Linked DNA regions of Mus musculus: all the other regions are linked to region 1. A link is a contact called in public targeted proximity ligation data. All regions are on one chromosome and are shown on one strand. The core of a region is the stretch at or near the end of the contact, and the rest is flanking DNA. Distances in the headings are between cores, read along the strand shown.

The links.
Region 2: a targeted proximity ligation map of memory CD8 T cells shows a contact between it and region 1, with 108 read pairs. A contact is called at or near these places in 10 of 39 promoter capture datasets (the 3T3-L1 cell line, the HPC-7 cell line, the SN4741 cell line and 6 more), 1 of 484 Hi-C or Micro-C datasets (nephron progenitors), 3 of 130 datasets of targeted methods (bone marrow-derived macrophages, embryonic stem cells and memory CD8 T cells) and 2 of 9 other capture datasets (adipose tissue and pancreatic islet).
Region 3: a targeted proximity ligation map of bone marrow-derived macrophages shows a contact between it and region 1, with 2.4 times the contacts expected there. A contact is called at or near these places in 6 of 39 promoter capture datasets (the 3T3-L1 cell line, cranial neural crest, embryonic stem cells and 3 more), 10 of 130 datasets of targeted methods (the NIH/3T3 cell line, the SCID.adh cell line, VIP interneurons and 5 more) and 3 of 9 other capture datasets (adipose tissue, liver and pancreatic islet).

The regions. Positions count from the first base shown.
Region 1 is chr19:5,255,212-5,259,655 of GRCm38.p6, forward strand. The region is part of intron 1 of Pacs1 (phosphofurin acidic cluster sorting protein 1); the gene reads right to left. Among named protein-coding and RNA genes, the nearest start is that of Pacs1, 16 kb to the right of the region's middle.
Region 2 is chr19:5,086,502-5,090,945 of GRCm38.p6, forward strand. Yif1a (Yip1 interacting factor homolog A (S. cerevisiae)) reads left to right here and starts at 2,037. Exons shown (of 8, transcript NM_026553.4): 1 at 2,037-2,247; 2 at 2,918-3,129; 3 at 3,271-3,375; 4 at 3,503-3,581. The coding sequence starts at 2,217.
Region 3 is chr19:5,115,879-5,120,322 of GRCm38.p6, forward strand. It overlaps Klc2 (kinesin light chain 2), which reads right to left and starts at 2,420. Exons shown (of 16, transcript NM_008451.3): 1 at 2,244-2,420; 2 at 1,316-1,554. The coding sequence starts at 1,543. It overlaps LOC115489018 (a long non-coding RNA gene), which reads left to right. Exons shown (of 2, transcript XR_003952889.1): 2 at 823-3,454.

The DNA.
Region 1 (4,444 bases), core at 905-3,404:
GACCTTGGTTTTCATCCACAGCAAAAGTGGTACACAGCAGAGATGACAAAATACTGCAGCAACTTGTTATGTAATTTAATTTTGAGACGATCATTTTATTAAAAGTAGATCTATGGCTACTTCACTATCAAATTTCACTGTCCATGACAAATCCAAGGACTAAATGAAAACATGCTTGTGAAGACAATGTCAATGGCAGCTTGTCAGTCAGATCAACTGAGGACACATCCCACCCCTTCATGAGCATAGATCACTGACATTCCCAAAGATGAGAAGGTGACAACATCAATGGATATAGAAGCCCAAACACCTTATATACATGCTACATTTTTTTCTCCTTGTAACACAGTAATAGTGGGTAGGGAGTATCCTCACCTTAACTTCCCATGAGAAAAAGGGGGAATGGGGTAACCAAGGCTAATATAACCAAGCAAACGATGCTCAAACACAAACACAGCTAACTCACAGCATGCATTTCTATCTCTAAATGACCTCCAGTGTAGTACTTTTAGATTCCTAAGATTACAAAAGATTAGACACTTTCTATAATTCCCATTTCTCTGGAGCACAACCTGGACCAGGAGGTAAACAAACTATTCACTGTTCTTAAATACCCAGCCTTGAATCTCATACTCTCAGGCTATACCGCCAGCAGTCCTTAGTCAAAACTTCAAAATCTGTCCTTCCTTCCTATCTGCTTTTTTTTTTTGGGGGGGGGGGGTTGGTTTACTTGTGTTTTTTTGTTTTTGTTTTTGTTTTGCTTTGTTTTGTTTGAGTGCTGGGGACTAGTCCCAGGCATTGTACATGCCTGGTAACACTTTACCCCAGAGCCTCAGCCCTCATTATTAACATTTTTCAATTAACTGTTTAATGGCATATAAAAAGCAATGGAGAAAGAGATTGTACTGACAAGAATCAAAAGCAAATACATGAACATGAATAGTTATGCACTATGCACAGTCATTATTCAGCAAGCTCCTCTGTCCTGAAAAACCCAGTTAGTCAAAATGATCCACTCTCAAGGAAAGGTTAGTCTGCTTTAGACATCCTTAAAAATGAGCAGCAAGATAACAGGGTCACAGATTTCCAAGCAAAATGGTAAAGTCTGGTGCTCCTTTTTTTTTCTTTTTTTTTTTTTAAGATAGATTTGTTTGTTTGTTTGTTTGTTTGTTTGTTTATTATATGTAAGTACACTGTAGCTGTCTTCAAACACACCAGAAGTGGGCATCAGATCTCATTACGGATGGTTGTGAGCCACCATGTGGTTGCTGGGATTTGAACTTCGGACCTTCGGAAGAGCAGTCGGGTGCTCTTACCCACTAAGCCATCTCATTAACCCAAGTCTGGTGCTCTTAAAGGAAAAAATTAAAGCCAGGTATAATAGCACACACCTTCTCTGTAAGAAAGAAAGAAAGAGAGAGAGAGAGAGAGAGAAGAGGAGAAAAGAGAAGAGGAGGAGAGGAGAGGAGGAGAGGAGAGGAGAGGAGAGGAGAGGAGAGGAGAGGAGAGGAGAGGAGAGGAGAGGAGAGGAGAGGAGAGAAGGAGAAGGAGAGGAGAGAAGGAGAGGAGAAGGAGAAGGAGAGGAGAAGGAGAAGGAGAAGGAGAAGGAGAAGGAGAAGGAGAAGGAGAAGGAGAAGGAGAAGGAGAAGGAGAAGGAGAAGGAGAAGAGAGAGAAGAGAAGAGAAGAGAAGAGAAGAGAAGAGAAGAGAAGAGAAGAGAAGAGAAGAGAAGAGAAGAGAAGAGAAGAGAAGAGAGTGGGGGAGGGAGAAAGAACACACGGATGATGAGGAAGTAATGAGAGAAGAGGAACGAAGGGGGAAGGAAACCAAAGAGAGAAGAAAAGAAAAAAGAAAAAAAATACACTCAAACAAAGCTTCAGGAGAGGTCATAGGCTATCACATTTCTTCTGAAAAAGGAGAATACAATTTTTCTGTAGTTTGAAACAAAAAGGAAAACTTAAGGAGACAAAAGAAAAGTATCAACTCCAACTTAAATCCTTACTTTCCTTTAGAGTAGCTCAGCTTTCTTTGACTAAACTGTGAGCTGTAAACCGGTTTAGTTGCTTTTCTGGCTGCCAAATAAAAGCTACAGAAGTCAGCAGGTAAAATAGAGAAGCTGTCAAGTCAAACTGGATCAAAACAAAGTTGTGGTTTGCAGGCGGGGCTTGAGCCATCTCTTCCGTTCATGTAAGTAAGCAAGATGTAGCAACAGGATCCCAACCCTGCCACCTCTTCAGACCAAAATACTTTGTTTTAGCTTTTTAGTTTAATATGCTTGAGGGCTGGCAGGATCTGTGCCTAAGGTGAATTCAATCAAGAACAGTGGTGCTCCTCTGTAATCCCAGTATTTGAGAGACTGAGGCTGGAAGATGGAGAGTTCTAGGCCAGTCTGGGATATACAGAAAGACCAAGTAAAAAGCAAGCAAGCAAGCAAGCCAGCCAGCCAGCAAGCAAGCAAGCAGAAATTAACCCACAGTCTTGCAATAGTCCCAATCAGAATCTCATGACAGGATAGCACACACCTTTAAACCCTGCACTCAGGAGGCAGAGGCTAGTGGATCTCTGTGAGTTTCAGGCTAGCCTGGGCTGCACAGTACATTCAAGGACAGCCAAAGCAAACAGTGAGAACCTGTCTTTAAAAGAGAGAGAGAGCCGGGCGTTGGTGGTGCTCGCCTTTAATCCCAGCACTTGGGAGGCAGAGGCAAGCAGATTTCTGAGTTCGAGGCCAGCCTGGTCTACAAAGTGAGTTCCAGGACAGCCAGGACTACACAGAGAAACCCTGTCTCGAAAAACCAAAAAAAAAAAAAAAAAAAAAGAGAGAGAGAGAGAGAAATGAAAGAAATTAATTGGCAATCAAGGACAGTAGAAAGAATTAATTTTCTATGTGCAACACATGTAATTAACATGTATTAATCCTACCTTAATTCTCACAGCTCTGTGAAATAATTATTATACCCATTTTATAGTTGATAAAATGGAAACATTAGAAAGGTTAAATAATTTGCTCAAAGTTACTCAAATACTAAACAGCAGAGTCAAAATTCAAAGCCAGGAGGATTCTAAAACCCAAACTCACAGTCACTATATTAAGCATCCCCACAGTGCCCATAGTGACGTGAGAACAGCATTCCATCCAACAAGGCATAAAGTGGCCCATAGTGCTGTCAGCTGTGAGAGCAGCCAAAGCTTAGAGAGACACATTTCTATAGAAACCCTTCTTCTGACTTGAGAATGCCAGCTCTGCTCATCTAAACTGGGTGGCTAAGGGAGGCAGAGGCAGGCAGATTTCTGAGTTCGAGGCCAGCCTGGTCTACAAAGTGAGTTCCAGGACAGCCAGGGCTACACAGATAAACCCAAGTCTCAGAAGGAAAAAAAAAAAAAAAAGAAAGAGAGAGAGAGAGAGAGAGAGAGAGAGAGGTAGGTAGGTAGGTCTCCCCAAGAGTGGTGAGAAGCTTCCTTCCTCTGGTTTGGCAGCTTTTACATCTAGTTGTCAAGGACTTGGCCATTTGCAGTTTCATCACATTCAGTAGCAGGTCAAAATGCAAATCTTTATGAAGACCCTGGCCAACAAGACCGTTGCCCAGAAGTTGAGCCCAGAGACACCACTGAGACTGTGAAGGCCAAGACCTAGGATGAAAAGGGTACTCCACCACCAACAGCACGGGCTCACCTTTTCAGGCAAGCAGCTAGAAGATGGCCACATTTTTTCTGATTACAACATTCAGAAAGAGTCACTGCTGCATCTGGTAGTTATTAATTTTCAGTCTGCATTCCCAGGAGGCAGTAATGGCATTATTCTGCACTATAACCATTTGCCCCTATTTAAGTTTAGAAATTACAAGTTTCAGTAATAGCTGAACCTCTGTTTAAAATGTTAATAAAAATTTTGATGCACAGTAAACAAAAAAAGAAAGAAAGAAGAAAAAGAAAAGAAAGAAGAGAAAAGAAAAAAAGGAAGGAAATGTTTTGTCTCATAAAACAAAAACAAAACACCTTCTCAAAGAGTCCTGACTTCTTCTGAGGCATGCAATCTCAGGTACTAAGATCCACTGCATACAACTCACCAGAAGCATTCCTGACTAGCCTGTCCATCAGAAGCAGCCAATCCCCAACCTTCCCAATGACCACACAGATAGTGGCAACACTCACTGTCCGACCATTATTACAGATCAAATTACTTGATGGTTTATTGTTTGTCTCCCTGCACTGGAATGCCCACGCCAGCAGAGAAGTATCTTTGTCAGCATCTTTGCTACCCTTTCCTAAGCAATTAGGCATTTGCACCTGGTACGAGGTAAATACCTGTTAGAGGAGTGACCTGTGTATAAGAGATATCCATTCGTTAATATTTAAGATAAACAGGCACTATAAGAAAATCAGTCATCAGCTTGGCAAATGTATTATTGATTACCCAGACAGTAACTGAATGTGTGAATAAGAACATT
Region 2 (4,444 bases), core at 787-3,286, 170 kb before region 1:
ATAGATAGGTGTTAGGAATGACATAGTTCCTGTCCTCATGGAAAATATTCAGGGAAAATCTGATTAAAGAGGGGTTTAGAACCCAGACTCTAGCCATCACTCTGGGCCATGGTCAAGCCTCCGTTCCCTTTGTCCCTCTGTAAGGGCTAAAGTGATCCCCCCTTTTATTTTTATTTTTTAAAGGTGTATTTATTTTATGTATGAGTGCTCTATCTGCACGTACACCTGCATGCCAGAAGAGGGCATCAGATCCCATTACAGATGGTTGTGAGCCACCATGTGGTTTCTGGGAATTGAAGTCAGGACCTCTGGGTTTTTTTGATTGTTTGTTTGTTTGGTTGGTTGTTTTTTTTTTTTTTTTTTTCTGAGACAGGGTTTCTCTGTATAGCCCTGGTTGTCCTGGAACTATTTTGTAGACCTCGAACTCGTGATTTTGTAGGCTGGCCTTGAACTCGTGATCCTCCTGCCTCTGCCTCCTTCACCAAATCCTACCGGCGTACGCATCCACAACTGGCAAGATTTATTTATTTATTTTATATATACAATACACAATAGCTGTATAGATAGTTGTGAGCCATTGTGTGGTTGCTGGGACCTTCGGAGAGCAGTCAGCCAATGCTCTTAACCACTGAGCCATCTCTCCAGTCCCGATCTCCCCCCCCCCCCAAAATTAATTACATGTTAAATGTATTTGTTCTGTGTATCTCTCTCTGGGCGGGATGGTGCAAAGAGGTGCACTTTAACATAGCTCGAGTGTACAAATCGGAGGAAGATTTTTCGGAGTTGGCTCTCTTCTTCCACCGTCTGGGAATTGAATTTAGGTTCTCAGGCTTGGCAGTCTGCTGAGCCATCTCACAAGCAAGCTAACATGACTCTTAAAGGATTTGGACAAATGGATAAAAAGGGAAAGGCATATCTCCCGCATCCCAGGCGGAGGAGCAAAAGCAGCTGTTGGACAGCATGGGCTGAGTTTGGGGATCAGAAAAGTCTGACCTTATGCAACTAAACGCTGAGTAGTTAGTCAGCTGTAAGTATCCGAGGGTGTGTCATGCTATCTAGAGAATAGTACCTGACAGTCTGTGAGAGAGGGACCCTTGGAGGGATTGTCTCCAGCGACGATGGGAGTGGTTACAGCCTGGGTGGGAAGAAAAGAGCCTAGGAGACTAGGAGTGAAGCTTACGGGCCTCACTTGGAGATCACAGGACTGGTGATGACTCAGGAGACCTTCAGGAGACAGGTCACTACACCTCTGCCTCCCAAATCTCCCGGACCACTGGAGAAAGCGATGGAACAAGGCCCAGTACAGATTCCTGTCCCATGTATACCACCAGGACTTCGTATCTTCTGGGTGGTCTCAGTTTCTGTCTCCTGCCCCATGCGTGAGCGCGTGTGTGCGTGTGAGTGCGTGTGTGCATAACGTATTGAGCGCGATTCCAAACCCTCCCAGCAGAGGCCCTCGGGGATGAGCCCAGCGGCGGACTCTACAGGGCATTTTCAGCACCAGCCGACGGACAGCACCAGTTCTGAAAGGAGTGGGAGGGCGGAGGAGGAGTCAGCGTTCCAGGGCTCAGGGCCGCGCTGTCACTCTCCCGGTGCGGGCAACAACAACAATTTCTAGCAGGCCGGAGCTCCAAAACAGGATGGAGTGAATTGGAGGAAAGAGCACAGAGTAGGGGCAGGGATCAGTCAGAGCTTGACCGACCGCCGCATTCCTCTTGGACTGCATTGCGGCGGAGCCAGCTTTGTGCCCTGACTAGTTGGGTCGGTCAGGACTTTAATCTTCCTATTGGCGTAGTCGTGGCAAGGAGCGTCAAGCGCCTCTTGGCGCAGACGCGGAACTAAGTTACAACTCCTTCTCACCTATTGGCTGGTAGCGCCGCAAATTAGCCAGCCTACTAGTCAATCCGAGAACATCTTGAGTAGCTCCGCCCCCTATCTGTCGGAAGTTGAATATGACAAAACCCGATTGGAAGAGAGCTCACCAGTAGCCAATTGAAAGTGTAAAGGGGGAGAACCAGCTCTTCCGACGAGCCAATGGTAGACAGCGAAGTGTGACGCCAAGGACATGGCGGCCGCGATCGGACAGCCCTGGGACGTGTCGGGCCGTCGGGTAACTTCGGTCAGGACCAGGCAAGAGAAGTAGCTGTTTCAGTAGTGTTCGTACCCACGACTCAGCGAAGTACCCACGACCCTTGGGTAGAGCGAACGTCACGGCCATGGCTTACCATTCGGCATATGGAGTCCACGGTGCGTGAGGAGTGGGGAGGGCGGGGCGCGGCCTGGCAGCGGGGAGCCAAATACGCTGAGAGACCCACTGGTTCTGTTGGAGAGGGTCTGCAGTGACCGCTGCCCAGGGCGGGGAGAGTGTCTCTCGGGTTCCTGCCCTGCCACACTGCAGCGTGTCCTGGACTTCGCCCTTACTAGCCAGTCCTGAGATCAGGCTGCGACAGCACTACTGGGATCCTCAAGTCTAATCCTGCTTGTACCGAATTTGCCTCCAGAACTTCCTTTCCCTCTTACAACTCGGGCAGCATTCCTGACCACTGTCCAGGGACTCCGAATAGCCAATATTGCCTTTTCTACCTGTGTTAAGTCAAGGAATGTCTTTGCGGTGATTGTGCCCAAGCAAACGTCTTTTCACTCGCTAGTACTCAGAGATCATTTCCCTTGAGAGACTTCCTAGAAACCCCAAATGGGTAGCCATGTTTAGGCACACCTTTCCCACTGCATGCAGTAAATGATCCCCCACCCTGACCCCCCGAAGGATAGGAGATCGACTTTAAAACTCATCCTGCCTTTTCCTCAATTGTTCGGTGCCTTAGGACCTATGCACAGCTTCCCAGCCTGGGGAAAGGGCAGTGGTCTGGGTTCTTGCTCTGTAATTCTGTAATCTACTTTGGTCCTCTCACACCTGCAGGTTCCAAGCATAGGACCCGGGCAGCTCCAGACCCTCCTCCACTCTTCGATGATACAAGTGGTGGTTATTCCAGCCAACTGGGCGGATACCCAGCCCCAGGAGCTGATGTAGCCTTCAGTGTCAACAACCTGCTTGGAGACCCAGTGGCCAATATGGCAATGGCCTATGGCACCTCCATAGCATCCCAAGGGAAGGACATAGTGCACAAAGAGGTGTGCCCTGGGCTCCCGGGAGGAGGGAGGCAGGGCTTCTGGCCAGGGTTGGGGTGTCACAGGATCCCATCTTACTCCCCAGGCATCCTTTAGGAAGGATCACGGTAGGGCTCATCCATAGCCTCTTCTCTTTACTTCCAGCTGCACCGTTTTGTGTCCGTGAACAAACTCAAGTATTTTTTTGCTGTGGACACAGCCTATGTCGCTAAGAAGCTAGGGCTATTGGTCTTCCCATACACACATCAGGTGAGCTTCCCACCAGGAGAGCTGGCCAGCCTCTCCCCACTCGCGGATAACCTGACTGATCATCAGATCTCAACCCTCTCTCTCTTTCTCTCTGCTCCTGTTTACCCGACCACCTCGCCACGGCCAGAACTGGAAAATGCAATACAGCCATGATGTGCCTCTGCCCCCGCGGAAAGATCTCAATGCCCCTGACCTCTATATCCCCAGTGAGTCTCTGATGTGGGGCTTGGCCACAAAGGGGACTTGTGCCTTGAGCATAGTTAGGAAGACGATTCTGTTAATGACCCAGCGTTCATTCCTGGAGCTTTCCACGTGGGACTGTTACTAGACACTAAGTTGACAGGATGACCAGTAGGAAACTTCCTGAATGACCTTGATTTTTTTTTTTTTTTTTTTTTGGTTTTTCGAGACAGGGTTTCTCTGTGTAGCCCTGGCTGTCCTGGAATCCTGGAACTCACTCTGTAGACCAGGCTGGCCTCGAACTCAGAAATCTGCCTGCCTCTGCCTCCCGAGTGCTGGGGTTAAAGGCGTGCGCCACCACGCCCGGCACTTTCCTGACTTTTAAAGTGGACCCTGTCTCTCTCCAGCCTGGAGCTCAGGGTTTCACTCGGCCCAGCAGTTCCCAGCTGTAGGGCTTCAGACTTTGGATCCTCACAGCTGCCTGCGTCCCCATGGCGCTTGTCAGGCTACCTACTTGCCTCTGCACTTCACTCTGTCCTGTTGGCTAAGAAGGTTCAGGCTCAGGGCACACACAAGGAAAGCAGATATACTAGGGCAGAGCTGTCTGGAGGAGCTGTCAGGAAGGGCAGCCGCTAAGGTTGTTCCATCCTCTGTTCCTCTCATGATCTGTTACAAAGCTGGTATTGCCATCCTTTGTCATATGCTGAAGTCAAGGCTATAAGGCCTTAACTGCCCCATCGCTTACAGGTAGCAGTCCTGTGCCTTCTGGTGGCTCCATCAACCTGGTGTCTGGGGAGTTGAAATTGCTGCTGAAGCCTGCCTGGCTCCCTACATCTTTGAGCTCCTGTGAAAACAGCTCATAGTTAACCAGGGGTTTCTGCATGGCCAG
Region 3 (4,444 bases), core at 1,170-3,669, 140 kb before region 1:
CTGGAACTCAGTGTAGATAAGGCTAGCCTTGAACTTGGAAATCTGCTTGCCTCTGCTTCCCAAGAACTGCCATGCCTTGCTTGCTATTTTAAAGACAAAGAAATTAAGACAATACAAGCACCCCAGAATTTCTGGATCCAGGCAGTGGCTTGGCCAAGAACCACAGAGAACAAAACCCTTCTCTATCCGACAGCCCAGTATATGGGGAACTAAACAGTCTTTCTTCCTGAAACTTGCTAAAAGCACAAACATCCAGGAGTTGTGCTGCCCCCACCCCAGTCTAGAACTGGTGTCTCCATGGCTACCCCTCTAATTCAAACTCCCTTCTAGCCTAGCAGTGGCTTCCTTGTCACTTGTTCCAAGAGTCCATCCTTGGCCTACTAAGGTTAACTCTCCATAGCTCCCAGAGAGATCTCAGAAGCTAAGTCAGGCATCTTCTGCTTGTTAGACCCTTCCACAGGCCACCTGATGGCCTGGACATATTCTGTCTTCTGCTTCCTCACAGCCTCTAGTGTCCCTCTCGCCCTCTCCGTAAGTTCTAGGTACACCATTCTTGTCTCCCTTCAAGCCCACGAGCTCTCCTACCTCGGTCTTTACACATGCAGCTGTCCTCTAGTTGCCTCTTTGGAGGCCAGCCCTTGAGCTAAAGTCATCTCAGAGAAGTCTTGCCTGATCAATAGACAAGACTCCCTTCTACAAACTGTCACAAGATCTTACTGTCCCTGGAGCACTGATCACAACTTGTTTCAAGTAACTAGTTGAATGTGTGTTTCTCTTCTCCTGTTGTACTAGGGGGGAAAATCATCTTATTTTGTTTTGAAGGGACAGTAGGGGAGCCAGGATCTTACTATGTGACTGACCCAAGCTGGCCTGGAGCTTGGGATCCTACTGCCTTCACCTCTCAAGAGCTGGGATTGCAGATACCATGCCTAGGGAGGACACAGACCTTGTCTGCATTCAATCTGCATCCTGAGCATTAACACACTGTAGCTCAGCACACAGTAAGTGAGAAGCTATACAACTTAATGAATTCATGCATAATTGTATTGTGAGGGGAGGTTACTAAAGTATTTCTGCTTTCTTCTGTCATCCCAGTCTGTTAGGTAGAATGAGGCCTGAATGGCATAGCTCAGTGTGAGGTAAGGGTGCCCGTTGGGGCAGGGCGCAGGGCTGGCATTTCCAAAGTGTATTCATTGAACGTTGCTTATTGTCCTAACGTGACGCTCTGAAAGACTTGTGTTTCCTTGCTGAGGGTGTTCCTACATCACCAGGGCCCTTCGGGTAATCTTCCACCACAGCCCCAACACTGACCTACCTGAGCCTCCCCAAGCCCCAGCTCGATGGCCTCCAGGGAGCGGCGCAGGAGGAGGCAGCGCTCCTGTGAGCCCGGCTCGGCCTCGCCTGCTTCATGAGAAGCTAGGGGAGCTAGCAGGGCACGATGCTCCCCTCTCAGGGTCTCTAAACCCTGGATCACCGCCTTGGTGCCCAGCACTATCTCGTCCTGACTCAGCTTCTCCTCTCGAGGAAGCACCATCGTGGCCATGGTCGTGCCGTCTGTGGAGGCAAGGGGTGGGGCAGGCGGACGCCAGGCCTAGGGCCACACCGCCGTCCACCCCAAGTTAGGTAAACACCGGGAGGTCCCCGGACGCCTAGGTCCCTATGGATGTCCAGATCCCTCAGCCCGCAGTCCTCGCCGTGCCAGCACGCGGCCTACAGGGGGCGCGCCAGGCTCGTCTAGCCTAGGGAGACGCAATGCGGTGTGACTGAAGTGAGGCTGGACCCCGATTCCGCCCCAGACCACCGGCTCAGGCCAGTTGATCTAAAGCCCATCTTCGAGAGTTATTCGGAACTGTCCTAATCGGTACACAGAGCACTAGGGCATTGCAAGGCGTTCCCAAGTCAGACGCCACAGGCTCTCCGGGCAACTGGGTCTCAGCCCTGGCGACAGCCCCTTTCCCAGGGCAAGCGGAACCACGAGCCCCTCCCCCAGGGCCGACCGAGCCCCGCCACCCCGTCCCCGCCCCCGCCGCTCCGGGGAGACTGCGGTCTTTAGTTTCGGGACAGGTCTCTTCAGGCCGCGCCCACAACGACCCCTCCCGCAGGCTGGCCTGAGGCCCGCAGACCCTCCCTAGAAAAGGCCGGATTCCCAGCCCCAGCCCGGGACCGCGCCCCCTCCCCGCGGGCCGGTCGGGTCCTCCCACAGGCCGCGCCCACGACCACGACGACTCCTCCTCTAGGCCGACCTGCAACCGCTCCTCACTGTCCGGCTTGACTGGGTCTCCCGGCCCAACCGGCCGGCGCCGACCTGCACCTTCTGCTTTGGCCCGGCTCCGGCTCCTGCTCCTGTCCCGCTTCACCCGGATCCTCGACCGTGAGCTCGTCTCGCTGCCTCCATCCCGCCGGCCTTCCCAGCAGTCCCCGCGCCGCCTTAAAGGTGAAGCCGCTACCTCGGCGGCGTCGGAGGGGGCGAAACACGCTCCAGCCGGCCAGCTCGCTGCCTTAAAGGGGCCCCGCAGGCCTGGCCGGCTTCGGGGTGGGGCCAGCCCAGACGGGACGCAGAGGGGCGTGGCTGGACTCGCCCCCTCGGACCAGAGCTTCCAGGTCTGTGCGCTCTGCGGAGCTCCGACCCCGGACCAGAGTGACTGAGGAGCAAGAAGGCCGACCTCCTCAGATTCCAGAGCGAGTCGGTCCACATTGATTGACTGTCAAGTGTTTTTGTCGATGTCTTAGTGCATTGACTTAATGCTCACAAAGGGCTGGTGAGGTGGGTGTTGCCATTACCCACCTCTCACACATCTGACCCCCCAGCCCCCTCCGCGCTCTAGAGACGCACCTCTTACCGGCTTCGGAGGTGACTGTGCCTGTAGGGAATTCTCAGCATCTAGGTTTGCTTTGTGAGGGAACAGAAGGAGGCTTCTGGTTAAAAAGGAGAATTGGGTGGGAAGGAGCGTGTGGAGGTCGGTGGAGAAGGGAGAAGATCCACGCCCCTGAGGGGAATATCTGGGTGGATACTGCTGACCAGATAAGGAGGTCAGACGAGTGCCTTTGGATTGTGGTGGTGTCATTGGGGGGCCTCAGATTGGGTGTCACCAACTCGGAAGGAAAGACCTCTGTGCTAGATAGTTTTATGTCAACTTGACACAAACTAGGGTCATTGAACAGATGGGAATCTCGGCTGAGAAGATGCTGCCATAGGATCGGGCTGCAGGAAAACCTGTTTTCTTACTGATTGTTGTGGGAGGGCCCAGGCCAGGGTAGGTGAGGCCAGAAGGCAGTTCTGAGCAAGTTCAGAGGGCAAGCCCAGAAGCAGCACTCCTTCATGGGCTCTGCATCAGCTCCTTTCTCTGGGTTCTGTTCTCTCTGGGTGCCTGTCCTGACTTCCTTCACTGGATGAAGAGTGCACCAAATAAACCCTTTTGGTCACTGTGTTTCCACACAGCAATATTAACTCTAACTAGGACGGCCTCTTTGGTCCCTATCCCACTAGATTCTACAGTACTCTTCCCATCTCTACTCCACACCCACTTGGTGCTGACACAACATCGGCCTTTCTAACATTTTTCTTGTTTTGCCTTCTGGAATGTAGGTCATCACCTGTTGGCTGGGGCCTGGGGTAGATAGAGAATGTGGTAGCAATCAGTAGACGGCTACCTTACAAAGCGTGCGGAGGGGAGGGGATGGCTGAAAGGATGCCTCGGTGGTGAAGAGCATTTGTTTCTCCTGCTCAGGACTTGAGTTTCATTTGCAGCACCCATTGGCTCACAACCATCTTTACCATTTCCAGGGCATCGATAGATACCGCCATCTGAGTTCAGCAGGCACTAGGAACTCATGTGGTACACACACATACTTGCAAGTGAAACACTCATACACATAAAAAATAAATCAGAAAGCCAGGCGTGGTTGGTGCACGCCTTTAATCCCAGCACTTAGAAGGCAGAGGCAGGTGGATTTCTGAGTTTGAGGCCAGCCTGGTCTACAAAGTGAGTTCCAGGACAGCCAGGGCTATACAGAGAAACCCTGTCTTGAAAAACAAAACAAAACAAACAAAACAAAAATCAGAAAGGAAAAAAAAAAGTCAGAGAGATACACTTGCCCCTGACTAGTCCTTCCAAACCTACATTTGGTCTCATTTTCTGTAACAAGGGGCCAGCACCACCCTCAGCCAACTTCTCAGTTGACAAGTCTATAGGCATCTCAGGGACCTGGGGTTTGTCTTTTTTTTTTTTAAGGTATTTTCCTCATTTACATTTCCAATGCTATACCAAAAGTCCCCCATACCCACCCCCCCACTCCCCTACCCACCCACTCCCCCTTTTTGGCCCTGGCGTTCCCCTGTACTGGGGCATATAAAGTTTGCAAGTCCGATGGGCCTCTCTTTTCAGTGATGGCCGACTAGGCCATCTTTTGATACATATGCAGCTAGAGACAAGAGCTCTGGGGT